2 separate regions of the Mus musculus genome follow, and region 2 is linked to region 1. The links are chromatin contacts, called in public HiChIP or PLAC-seq maps. All regions are on one chromosome and are shown on one strand. Each heading gives the region's core, a stretch centred on a gene start, on an enhancer-like site or on the middle of the called end of the contact. The rest is flanking DNA. Distances are from core to core; before and after follow the strand shown.

Region 1 (6,391 bases), core at 2,908-5,407:
ATTCCAAAATTTTAAATATTTCATGTAATTTTAAAATAAAATGTACGTAGGTAACTAGCAAAAATGTAGATATCCAGTTATCTCAGTCATCTGTTTTATCTTAATTGGAAATATTACTTGTATGATACACTACGTATTCTCCTGTGTATCTTATTTTATTTGGGGCTCTGTAGTCTGTTTCATTCCTGAATTCACTTATTTCACCCATGTTACAATCTCTTTAATGATTGCATTCGAATAGCAGATAGAAGAGTCAGTAACCTCACCGTTGCACCTATCAACTGGAGTTCTTTATTAAAAAATTCCTCCATCAGATAGATTTTTATAGGTTCTTCTGCTTATTAATTTATCCCAATGATCTTTGAATTTAACATGTCATTAAAAAATTCCTAATTAGTATCTTGATTGAAATTTCTTAACTGTACAGTTAAATGTGAGGCAGTGGAATCCCTAAGGCTTATTTGGGTACCTTAAAAACTGTAATTGTAAATCTTCTTTCATAGTCTCCTTTAACTCTATCCTAAGATATTGAAGAGATTTCCTTCTCCTGTTCTGTACCTCCTCTCCCTTTCTGAGAACAATTTTCTAACTTTAATTGTTGGTGTTTAGGTGATTCCTTTAAAATGCTCCCCCCCTTCATTTCTCTTTGTTACTGTCTACATTTGCCACAGTATGGTTCTCTCTAGACACATCATATCTTATACAGGCAGAGCAAAGCCTGTGTATTAGGGAACCAAAACTGCTGCCTTCCTCGTATACTGGTGAGTCTAAGCATGGGTGGTTATCTGCTGTTGTGTTAGACTTAACACTCATGGCTTCAGTAGCCCTTCCAGAAGTAAGAGTTTATGTATATTTCATTTATCTTTTCAATGCTGCCCACCATCTTTTAAAATATTTATATGGCTAAGATATTGTGATGGAGCTTTTGGACAATACTTTACCAAGGCTAGAGTATTTAGTTGGGGTAGTGTAGTTGCTGTAATAGACAAAAATGTATTTCTAATAAGCAAAACTTATTTCTTGTTCCTTTGGCCTTCAAATATGGGGGCTTCTTCAAAACTCCTAGAATCTCCTCCAGTGGAAGACTTGGGAGAGGCAGTCTCCTTCCACATTATGTTATTCTCCTGGTCACTGAAGTCATTGCAGTTCATCTAACAGATGGGAGGAAAAATCACCAAGAAATACATATGATTCTCCTGCATCAGACCAGAAAGATCTCTGTGTCACGACCCTGCCATTCATTGGCCTGAGCATGGGCATGTGACACACCCTACACTGAAGGATCCTGGGACACACCTGTCTGTCAGTATGCCAGAAGAACAAGGGTGAGGTTGTCAAGCACACAGCTGTGTCTGATGAGGTTGTGCACTATCATGTGTGATCACTGTTGGGGAAAGAGACAGAACTCCTAGCTCTGTGTGGTTTGTCAGAAAACAACCTGGGAAGGAAGCAGGGCATGCTTAGGTGAGCAAGTCTCTGCTTCATTGAGTGTCTTCTACCACCTCTCTCTTATATGATTTGTTATCCTTTCAGTAAACGTTGCCATCAGAGTGAAGTGTCATCTAGGCATTCCTAGGAGGAAGCGAGGACAGGACTATGCTCAGTAAGAAGGGCCCTGTCAGTATCTGCAAGATGTTGATGAAGACAGGTTCTAAGAGCTACTTGCCTTCTTTACTCTCCCCTCCTATTTATTACATTAATCCATCCCTGACCACTCAGATCCGTCAGCAGCAAGTCACCTCAGAAATCCTCCATCCTACTTAGTTATTATTAATATTAATATATTTACATTGACACATAATGCATTCTCTGTGTGTAGATGGGCTTCTAGAGTGTATGTGTGGAGGAGACCAGAGGAAAACATAAAGGAGTTGGTTCTTACCTTCCACTAGGTGGATCCAGGTGACTGAACTCGGACCACTGGGCTCCGTGCAAGCTTGTTGACTCAATGAGCCATCTCATTGATTGATTTCTGCTTTGATTTGGGACTAGGAATAAGGACAGTAATTGCACCCATGGTGAAGTCAACTAATCCCTCTATTCTTCCCAGGCACTGTGAAAACTACTCTGCTCTATAATGTTCCTCTTAAGAATCCTACAAGGATGTTGAACATTCTTGTCTTTAGCTGCATATGTATCAAAAGATGGCCTAGTCGGCCGTCACTGCAAAGAGAGGCCCATTGGACTTGCAAACTTTATATGCCACAGTACAGGGGAACACCAGGGCCAAAAAGGGGGAGTGGGTGGGTAGGGGATTGGGGGGGTGGGTATGGGGGACCTTTGGGATAGCATTGAAAATGTAAACGAGGAAATTACCTAATAAAAAAAAAAGAAAAATCACCCTGAGAAAGTCCCAGGGCTACATTGGGATCACGAACACCCAGTATAGTCTCCAACTGAATAATAAAGATTTTCTATTGATTTAAAAAAAAAAAGAATCCTACAAGGGAGATACTACAAGGGAGATTTCTTTTTCCATTCATTGAAAAACGGAGGCACAGCTCAGCAAGGTGAGTAGCTTGCCCGAGTGAACAGATTATGGGGAATATTTGAACACTGGCATCAATCTACCTATGCCTTAAATGTGAATTTCTATGCTGTGGGTTTAGAAGTTCTCCTCACTGATCTGAGTTTAAAACAAAAACTTCCCAACCCAGCTAACAATGTCTTCCTGATCTAACAGATGAGTTCCTGGGCAAGCATTCTTTTTGACAGGAATGTGCACACATGCATGTGTAACACAGGTGTGCATAGAGAGCAGTGCAAGGCCAATGTCCCCTGTTTCAGCCATGCTAGCTTGTCCCCTGTTGACCACGCCCACTTGATCTAGAAATGTTTGTCCCTCTGCCTGTTGGTGATGCCGATGTGAGCTGGACAGAATGATCATGGGCCTCTCTTAAAATTTTCTATTCAATAGGAGAGACGGGTAAAATTGAAGTCAGGATCTGAGCATTGCTTACAGTCATGAAGACACATGGGGTCTTGGAACATAGTGATAGAGGGGATGTTTTAAGGAAAAGCTCTCGTTTAGGGAATGCATGTGTAAGCCCATGGGTACAAGCTGTGCAGTGAGGAAAGCAGCCCCAGAAACCTGAGGGAGAAATCCATCCCCAGCTTACAAAAGCCTGAGATAGGGATGGGCTCAGCTTGTTTAAGGAACAGAGACTTGTTTAAGTCTGCAGAGGGAGGGGCACATGGGGCAAGACAGAGAGGCTACAGCAGGCTTGGAGAGAAAGCAGGAGTTGGATCACATGGTTCTATAGAGATTTCGGGAGCCTTGGGCTCACAGTGTAGCAAGGGACAACAGCACTGGGTGGTCTTGAACTAGCAATAAGGAACCATCCAATCTGATTTTCAGTTTTCCTAAGATCATTCTTGCTGGTCATGTGATATCACACCAACTTGATATCCCCAAAGGCTCCCTTCTGGTTGAATATGAAGGCATTCTGTTAGCATCCACTAAAAATTGGATTTGAAAATTCTGTGCTCACATCAGGGACAGCACAGTACTGTACTGTACTGTACTGTACTGTACTGTACTATAGACCACATCAGGCCTGTCTACCAGGCCAGGTCACTCCCTATGTTGTGTGCATCGAGGACACTGCCACTGAGCATTCTGCAAAGTTCCAACTGGGACTAAACATGGGGCCTGGAGTCTGGGTCAAGGCAAACTCTGCCTGCATCTGCTGTAAAGAGCATGGGGCGGTGGGTGGGTGGGGCACATGTAGAGTCTGGGTTGTAATTTTAAAAATATACGTATATAGTTAAAAAACTTAGGCTTCTACTCCTTTAAGAGCTTTAAATATTTATTTATTTATTTATTTATTTATTTATTTATTTATTTAATGGGTGTGTTTGTGTGCCTATGTGAGCTAATGTGTACTGCATACAAACAGGTGCCCTCAGGGACCAGAAGTCTGCTTGGAGCGCTGCGAAGCAAACTTGGGTCTCCTGCAAGAGCAGAACCATTTTTCCAGTTCCAGGCAGTCTCTTGAAATGTATAATTGATTTAAAAAAACAAAAAAACAAAAACCTGCCCTAACATGTTTTTCCTTGACACAGATGAGCCCACTGCAAACTTTGCGACACATAAGACTCTCTCTCTCTCTAATTGAGTCATTTCTGCAGTTGTGCCATTCTGGGCTGCATGAGCCCACAAATGCAAACTGACATTGCTTCTGTATGAAGGGTGTTGGGAGACAAAACCCTAAGAAGAGCTGAGGCTTGCAGAAAAAAAAAAAAAACATGTGAAGGACACAATTTTAACAAGGGCTTTCTGAGCTAAGTTTGGAGGGAGAGGAAAGGGAAGAGATTGGGAGGCGATGATGCAATTTGGCCAGATGACCGCGGAAAGCAGAAGGCCTCTGGCCCCTCTCTGCTTCCACCTTCTCCCATGAGAAACAGACCCCAGAGCTGGCAAGGATCCTGCTCACCGTGGAAAGACCACGTAAGCACTAACTTTGGGATGGAAGCAGCACTGGGGGCTCCTGTATGCAATTAGGGGATTAGCAACTGGGTTCACTACAAGGACAGTCTTGTAGAGAATGACTGAAGTCTGCAGATGTGGCCATGGGGTGTCATGTGAGAGTACTAGCTTCATCCCACTCCAGTGTGTCAAGACCTGTGAGGGCAAATAGAGCAACACTTCCTTATATTGATACCCAACTCCCCACCCCCACCCCAGCCCTTGCTATAGAAGACCCCACTGTCAACTTGACAACAGTAAGGCTCACTTTCCAGCTGACACGTCTCTGCAGGTACAATGTTCTTGATGAACTCGAATACAGAATGATTTAAAACTCAGAATTTCACACGATGGTAAAGAATAAAGTATTTTCCCCCAAGTCCCATTCAGCTCTAGAGAATTCTCGCCTTGCAGAATGAACTCGGCTCTAGGAGGCCATGTTGGAAAATTGTGTCAAAATTAATGTGGCTGCTCAGTGACTTAAGACTGCTAAAAGATGAATTCCAAGGAATTGTTACTCAAGGGTCTGGATGGAATCCTGAAGTAGACTAGTCCTTGACTTGGATTTTTAGAAAAGCCTAGATTTTTCAAGCTTGAGATGGACCTAATTCAGTCGTTACCCCCATACATCCTTCCTCAACCCCCTGATAAGTGTTACCCTAAAATTTATGTAGAAAGACCTCTTTATATTTGTATGTTGTTCTTTTGCTTTCAAACTTTGAAAAAAAACCCATCCTTTGGGGCCTGAAGACTGAGAAAATAAATACATTAAAATGGCCTACAAGGATTGCTTGTCAAATCCTTCTGTCCCTTGCTACTTCCTGGTCATTGTTGCGGACTTCAGTTTCTTTTCATAAAGAAATGCTCTTAGTTACACCAAATACCTCTATTAAAGCCTTCCCTTGTCTGGTTCATCACACCACCCATGAAGCTCTCCAGAAGAGAAGCTGCGAGGGAGCAGGAAGCTGGCTGCTTTGCTCTGCGTTTTTAAGAACGAATGAGTCAATTCTGGGTGGTATAGGCTTATAATCCCAGGGCTGTAGAGACAAGACTTAGACAAAGGCTCATCTGTGGGGTTTGCTGGCCAGCCAGCCTCACTATATCAGCAAGAACCAGGGCATGGAATGTCTCTAAATGAACGCACAAAGGAATGGACAAACAAATGGGCAGTGTCTAAAAGGACTGGCAACAGAAGTTGGCTTCCACAAGCATGTGCCCACATATGCACACCAATTTATACCTATACCCTCCCAGACAGGGAAACACAGGATCTTGGGGATTAAGAAACGGGGAGACATCAGCCAATCAAATCCCGTGCCTAAATGCAGACAGTTTGCAAATGCCATCGGAACCCATGTGATTCCACCGATCACTCTCTTTGACCTTTTAGTTACTAGTTATTATTTAGTTACTAGTTATCAGAGTGAGGTTCCAAGGCCCATCAATACCAGCTTTGCTGGTGCTGGAGATGGCTCATCAGAAACTAGGGATTGAGACCCTGCAAGGCGCACCCCACCTGGCTTCCTGCTGCAGTTACCTCAGGCCTGTAAACTACTGCTTCCAACTGTGTTTCCATCCTGAGTGCCCCCAGGGCTAGGCTCTTAAAAATAACAGCTTGAAAAGGGAAAGGAGAAAGGAAGAGAGGAAGGCAGAATGCAGGCCAGCAAGCCTCCATCCAAGGAGTCTTGTGAAATCAGTAGCTGGGGCGTTGCCGTGTCTTGAGCATAATTTAATCTCCAAATTGCAAAAACATTAACATTATTGATTGATCAGACATCAATCCAACAGAAATTTAATTAAATTAGAATGTGTCACTGAGCAGACCCGGCTGCGTCATGCATAAATCTCAGGTAATAAGTTGACAAAGAGACCACGGCCATGGCTGTCCAGGCCCAGCTGGATTCAGCTTCTGTCATCTTCTCA
Region 2 (6,391 bases), core at 1,903-4,402, 68 kb after region 1:
TAAGAAAAAATGATGCAGTGTTTATGGAAAGCCATTTACTTCATGTGTTGCATTTTTAAATTACATTGTTGGAAATAATTGTACACATTAGAACTCACACTGAAGTCACCAGAGGCTCAGATTCGGGTGTAAAGAGGTCTGGTAGAGAGATGGTTGTGACAGAAAACATGGAGACAATCTCAGCAGCAGTGACAACCTGCTGACTAAGTTGCTTCATTCATGAAGCAGAACCCAGCGATTCTCCACTGTTTGACTGCATTTTAGCCCTAGCTAACTAAACACAATTTAATCCTTTGGGGGGTAAATACAATTGTTGCACCTATGCATACCACGTGATCCCAATCGTGGGGGTGGGGGAATCTCTCCAGCACTTGGAAAACCGATCTTAGTAATGTTCACTTAGGGAAGAAAGGCTCTTACTATGAATGGCTTTAAGTTTCTCTCTTGTCCTTGTCACTATAAGGTAGACGATATTATTTACTTATTGTATAAAATGCTTTTTCGTGTGTGTATGTGTGTGTGTGTGTGTATGTGTGTGTGTGTGTGTGTGTGTGTGTATGCTCGAATGTGTGTGGGTATGAATCTGCATGTACATGGAGGTCCAATGTCAATGTCAGGAATAAACCTCTCTCAATATTCAACAAGGCAGGCTATTTTAATCAATGCCAGAGCTCATCAATATAGCTAGTCTTGTCAGCTAGGCTGTTCTGAAGATTCTCCATCTCTGCCTCCCAAGGTTGCTAATACAGGTGGTCAGCATTATTTACTGGGGTTCTAAGGATCTGAACCCCAGCTTTCATGTTTACCTAGCAAGCCCTTAACCAGTGACCCATCATTTCCCGTTCTTTAAAAGCACACAGGATGAGATGAGAATGCGCTGGCCCTTAATGCTGAGAGAACTCTCATCACAAGAGGCTACAGGTGGGACCTGAAACCCTGCATGCCCAGAAGGAATGGCAAGGGACCTCCAGGAAGCTCTCACAGCATCAGGCCACCACAAAAAGGCTGACAGGAGACAAGGTGGGACAACCAAACTGTAGGTGATGAAGGGAGCCTGTTGTGACCAGAATGGGAAAGGTGTCTTCAACCCAGACTTGCATGTTTAAACACTTGGTCCTCAGCTGGTGGTGCTGTTTGGGGAAGTCATGGATATTTTGGAAGGCAGGAGAAATAGCTGGTAGAGAAGAGTCACTGAAGTTGGGCCTTGGAAGGTTACAGCCCAGTCCAGACTTCATTTCATGTCAAACTGTCCACTTCTTGACCAGCTGCAATTATGTGACCAGCTATATCCTGCCACTGCTGCAAAGGTTGTGGGCTGCTCCTGATGCCACACCTTCCCCATTATAGTGGACTGTATTCCACCAACCATGAATTAAAACTAAGCCTTTTCTCCTTTAAGTTACTTGTATGAGGTATTTGGTCCCAGTAATCAGTGCAGAGGCACTGAGTAGAATCTGCCCACCATCTTACTCCTAAGATTACAGAGCAGGATGTGTGTGTCGTCATCGTGCCATCACTCTGCTGCCCTAGACACTCTTTACTCTGGCTTCCCTGGCTACCCAAAGCTTGTGAGAACCTCACCACCCTGACAGCAATCTCTTAGTCACCCAGCGTGGAGGCGCCATTACTATTCTGAAACCGAGGCCATCCTAGACACCAAAGACTCACCAGCCAGCTCCTGAGAAGCTTGGCTGGATGCTTAGGTTCTCCTTTCTCCAACTGGTATCAAACCCTGCTTACCTTTCCCACACACATATGTCCACCATGAGCTTGCAGAGAGAATGTCTGCTTCATTTGGGTACCACTGAGGTGGAGGCATGAGCTTGTGAAGAGCAAATGAGATGGAAAAGGATCCAAACTGTCCATGAAAGGGTTAAGCAAATTCACTGCTCTCTAGTATTAGTACTGCTGGTACTCCTGTGGCTACCTTCATTGCAACTATCACCATAAGTACTGTATTACCACCAATAGTGTTGCACTTGTTGGCCCTATTATTGGTATCATCTATAACACCATTACCACTGTTGCTAAACAACCACTACAGCCACCATTATCATGGTCACCCTCACCATTGCTACCCCTTTTATTTTCTTATCACTGCGGGGGTAACTGCTCACTTCTTTCAGCAGCTTGCAGACACCACAACCCTGATACACTCCAGACCTGGGGCAAACTGCCATAACTTGAATGGTTATTTCTCATTTCTCAAGAACTCTCTCCCAAGCTTGGAGAATCCATACCCATGCCTAAAACTAGTGTGTATGCCTGCACCTTGATCCTTATAGAGTAGAGAGATGATACTGAGGGCTGATAAAGGAGTCTGCCATGTCCCAGACTCACTGTACACACAGGAGAACACAGACCAGAGGGGAACATGGGAGTTGCTCTTCTTTGAAAGAGAAAGAAACTGAGGCATGGAGGTGATGTGTATGAGATCACGCAGCTGGCGAATAGCTTGTTCCTGATCCAGACCATTTATTTTTTACCAGCATCCAGGATGTCAGCTGAGGTGCCAGGATTTGAAAGGGTTAAAGAAGAGGTCTGGGTCCTGGCATTTGCTCAGTTTCCCACTGGCAGGAGATGATTTGAGGAGTAAAAAGCTGGGATGATTCTTCCTACTCCTCCTGTCTCCAAGCACTACAGTCATCGGTGGCAATCTCCTCCAGCAGGAATGAACATGGAAAATGACCAGGAATATGGGACACTGGACTCTGGGTATCTGCATCGAGATAGCCCTGAAGAGGGACTAGCAAACGACAGCAGGAAAAGAATGAGGAAAAATAAATGGGAACAGGAAGGTGACTCTGGAGCCTGAAGGCCAATACTGTACATGGGCCTGGTGCCCCTAAGGCCCCCTAGTGCATTCTATTTTTGGAACTGGCTGCATGGTGAGCGAGTGCTGGTGGGAATAGATAGGGTCAAGGCCAGCTTCCAGCCTGGTGACTCTGAAGCCAATCTGTTGTTGGGGGACCCAGGCACCAGGCCAGAAGTGGGATTCCAAGTCATGCCTCCCCACCCACACAGGCCTCTCAAGGCCCTGGATAACAAAGGGAAGCATCCAGAGAAGGGGGAACTGCTCTTCCTTCCCCTCCAACCCCAACTGTGCTCACATATAGAAGCAGATCTGATGACCTTAGCAAAGCTGTCCCGGCCTGAAGGATCTTGCAAGCTCAGACTTTCTGGGGCCTGTGCTCTGGCGGCAAACTGGGCTTCCTGGGCTGGGAGGGGTGAGCTTCCTTCCCCTTTGGGTGGCCTTGGTCAGTCTTTGGGGACCACAGTAAGTGCATCAAGATAGACTTGAACAAAAGACTTTCATGGAGGCTGATTTCTAACAGGGAAGTCTCTAGGTGGCCTGTATGTTCTGAGCCAGTCAATCCTGCCCTGTGACAGGAAAGAAACTGTCACTGAGTCCCATAGCTGGATTCTGTATGTGACTATGTGCTGTGTTTCCCACCCCATTGCTTTCTCAGCTCAGAGACAATAAAACTCAGTGAAATTGTTCAGGATTTTTAAAGTGTAGAATCATGCACATTTTGTATTTTGCTAGACAGTTTTTCAGAGGCTGATATCATGAGTCTTAGTAACATAACAGACTATTCTTGGGCATTTGAAAAGATGAAAGACAGAGTTTGCTCCTGCCCAGGTCCACCTGCATCTGATGATATTATGCCCCCAGCATCCTAGAGGCAGGCAGGCAAGGTGAAGGAAGGGTAGCATTTGGAGACATCAAGTACTAAGGTGTAGCTCTAGTTCCAGAACATGCAAGTCATGTAGCCTTCTTGGGCCACCTTCCTGAGTCTGGTTTATCTCCTGTTGAGGAGGGAAATGATATTGTCACAAAAGGATTTAAACACCTTATATACATGCTTAAGGCTAGGACCAAATGATGCTAGGACCAATGTATAGATGTCCTCAAGATAAATATCCTGATCTGCTCAAAGCTTCCTTCATCCACCTTTTTATAGTATCCTAAAGGCCAGAAGAGAAAGACAGACACTCAGGAACTTTCCACAGCCTGACTAGCCATCATCTGGATTATACTATGCAATGTTCTACTTTAGTCATATTGCAATGTGAGATTTATGGACGAACAACTTCCAGGTTCCGTTTTCCCCTGTATTAAGATAGTCAAGATAGTGACCATAGAATCTCAGACTATAAGATACACAAAGTTTATGTTAACTCTTAAGAAATAGACATGAGGGCTAGAAATACAGGCCAAAGGTAAAGCCATTGCTTAACACATATAAGGTTTTTATGTTTAACCCCCAATACTCAAAACAAAACAAAACAAAACAAAACAAAACAAAACAAAACACTAGACTAAAAAAGAACAGGGCATGTAGATAAATAAGTACTGTATAGAGTCTGAGAGATGGCTCAGCAGTCAAGTTCTTACTGCTTGGTCATGAGTTCAGACCCCAGTGCCTATATCAGACATCTTACAAACACCTGTAATTCTACTTCCAAGGGATCTGATGCCTTTAGGCACTACACTCACGTACACACACACACACACACACACACACACACACACACACACACACACACCAATAAATCCTGAAAGAAACTGTTTAGAGTGGTTGTGCTCAATCTAGTTGGAATTAACAAGCAAGGGTATTAAAATTTAAATCTATTAAAACAATACTCAGATCAGCATTTCATTCCTACTACACTAGCTTCATTTCAAGGGCGGAACCTTCAGAGATCGGGCAGCTTCTGCATTCAGCAGCACAGATCTAAAATGTTCTACCACAAAAGACAGTCACATCAGAGGGTCTGTACTCAGACATTAAGGGATTTGGAGTAATTTCAAACTGTATTTCCCTCAGTGGTGCTCCACCATTTTGTTTTTCAATGGAAAGAAATCAACATCAGTAGTAAAGGAGAATTATCAAAACCTATTTCATTCCATGCATGAATCCTCTGCCTTAGTTACATTCACGTTTTTGTTTGATAATCATATAATTATTGTGTCTTTAAAGTGGCCAACGTTAGACCCAAGAAAGAGGTGCTAACCTCTGGCATCAGGGAGCTGATACTCTCACAGTCGTTTTTTGTATCCTGCCCTGGTAGTGAGGAGGCTCCTAAAGGCTCCCTTTGTTCTCTACATATTCAAACTATCTTAGTCCAGGGATTTCTGGCTCCCCTAGAGCAGGTCACAGGCCTGTATTGCTCTCCAAGGGGCCACTTAGCATGCATACCTTCTGTTTGCTTCCCTTCAAAACTCTCAGAATATTAAAGAGATGTTTTTCCAGTCTTCCCTCTAAGGATTTAAATTCCACCCTTATGTGACAAGAGGAAGAGAAAAAGCAAACTGACCAGAGAAAGGGACAGAAGGGACATTCTAAAAACTGCCAAAATATTGGTAGCTTTGGGTTTTATCAAACTTGGGGAAGATATAGAGCCAGGGCCCACCCATCGTGGCATGGAATACTGAACCATGATGGGCTATGGATGCAGGAAGCAGCTAGTTCCATGGCATACATAGTCAGGGAACTGGTACTCAGGCCAACTCCTTCCGTTTTACTTAGTCTGGAACACCAGGCTTCAGCCTGGTGCCACTCATAGGCTTAATGTCTTACTTAGTGTTCTGCTGCTATGAAGAGACACACTGACCACGGCAATGCTAAGCAAAGAAAACATTTAATTGGGACTGTTTTACGTGTTCAGAGGCTTAGTCCGTTACCATCATGGTGAGGAGCACGGTGGCACACAGGCAGGCATGGTGCTAGAGAAGGAGCTGAGAGGGCTACATCTGGATCAGCAGGCAGCAGAAAGAGCTATTGAGCTCTTCTGTATTCAGCAGCACAGATCTAAAATGTGGGGACTGGTGTGAGTTTCTGAAACCTCCAAGTCCACTCACAATGACACATTTCCTCTAATGTTACACCTAGTCCAACAAAACCACACATCCTAATCCTTTCAAATAATGCCACTCCCTGTGAACTTCCTGGGGCCACATCTTTACTTAGACTACCACAGTTGGGGTGGGTCTTCTTCACACACTTAACCTAATATAGAAACCCTCACAGAACATGCCCAGAGATTTGTCTCTTAGGCTATTCTAGATCCTATTGAGTTGATACTCAAGGTTCACAAGCCCAGTATGGTCAAGAGTGAAGACTCAGAGCATTTATTTTTGCTTCAATTTTATTCTGATTTGGAAATGACAAAATACGTGGACATCTAGAATTTTTAAGTAGAGTACCTGGAGTAGTATGCCAAGTGTGGGATTTTGTTTGGTTGAACCTGCTACATGCTCATAAAACCAGACTTCCACATTTTCACAGTCCACTGCCAGGGGTGAAACACATTTCCTGAATAATCCTGTTAAAATCAGGTATACTTATTAAAGCAGAGAACAGAATGGTAGGTACCAGGGCAGAGG

What was found. HiChIP or PLAC-seq counts read pairs in DNA pulled down with a chosen protein or histone mark.
Region 2: an H3K27ac HiChIP or PLAC-seq map of microglia shows a contact between it and region 1, with 6 times the contacts expected there. The contact joins two enhancer-like sites. A contact is called at or near these places in 7 of 39 promoter capture datasets (the 3T3-L1 cell line, the HPC-7 cell line, embryonic stem cells and 3 more), 2 of 484 Hi-C or Micro-C datasets (liver and nephron progenitors) and 2 of 115 datasets of contacts at active chromatin or transcription factors (embryonic stem cells and microglia).

The regions. Positions count from the first base shown.
Region 1 is chr8:115,577,969-115,584,359 of GRCm38.p6, forward strand. It overlaps Gm39256 (a long non-coding RNA gene), which reads right to left. Exons shown (of 2, transcript XR_879215.3): 2 at 1-6,391. Among named protein-coding and RNA genes, the nearest start is that of Gm39256, 64 kb to the right of the region's middle. Within about 2 kb of position 4,158, at least 14 of the 459 cell types and tissues checked have an H3K27ac peak or open chromatin away from gene starts, as enhancers often do. A contact at or near this core is called in microglia, where this site is marked.
Region 2 is chr8:115,647,264-115,653,654 of GRCm38.p6, forward strand. No RefSeq gene overlaps it. Among named protein-coding and RNA genes, the nearest start is that of Gm39256, 5.6 kb to the left of the region's middle. Within about 2 kb of position 3,153, at least 22 of the 459 cell types and tissues checked have an H3K27ac peak or open chromatin away from gene starts, as enhancers often do. A contact at or near this core is called in microglia, where this site is marked.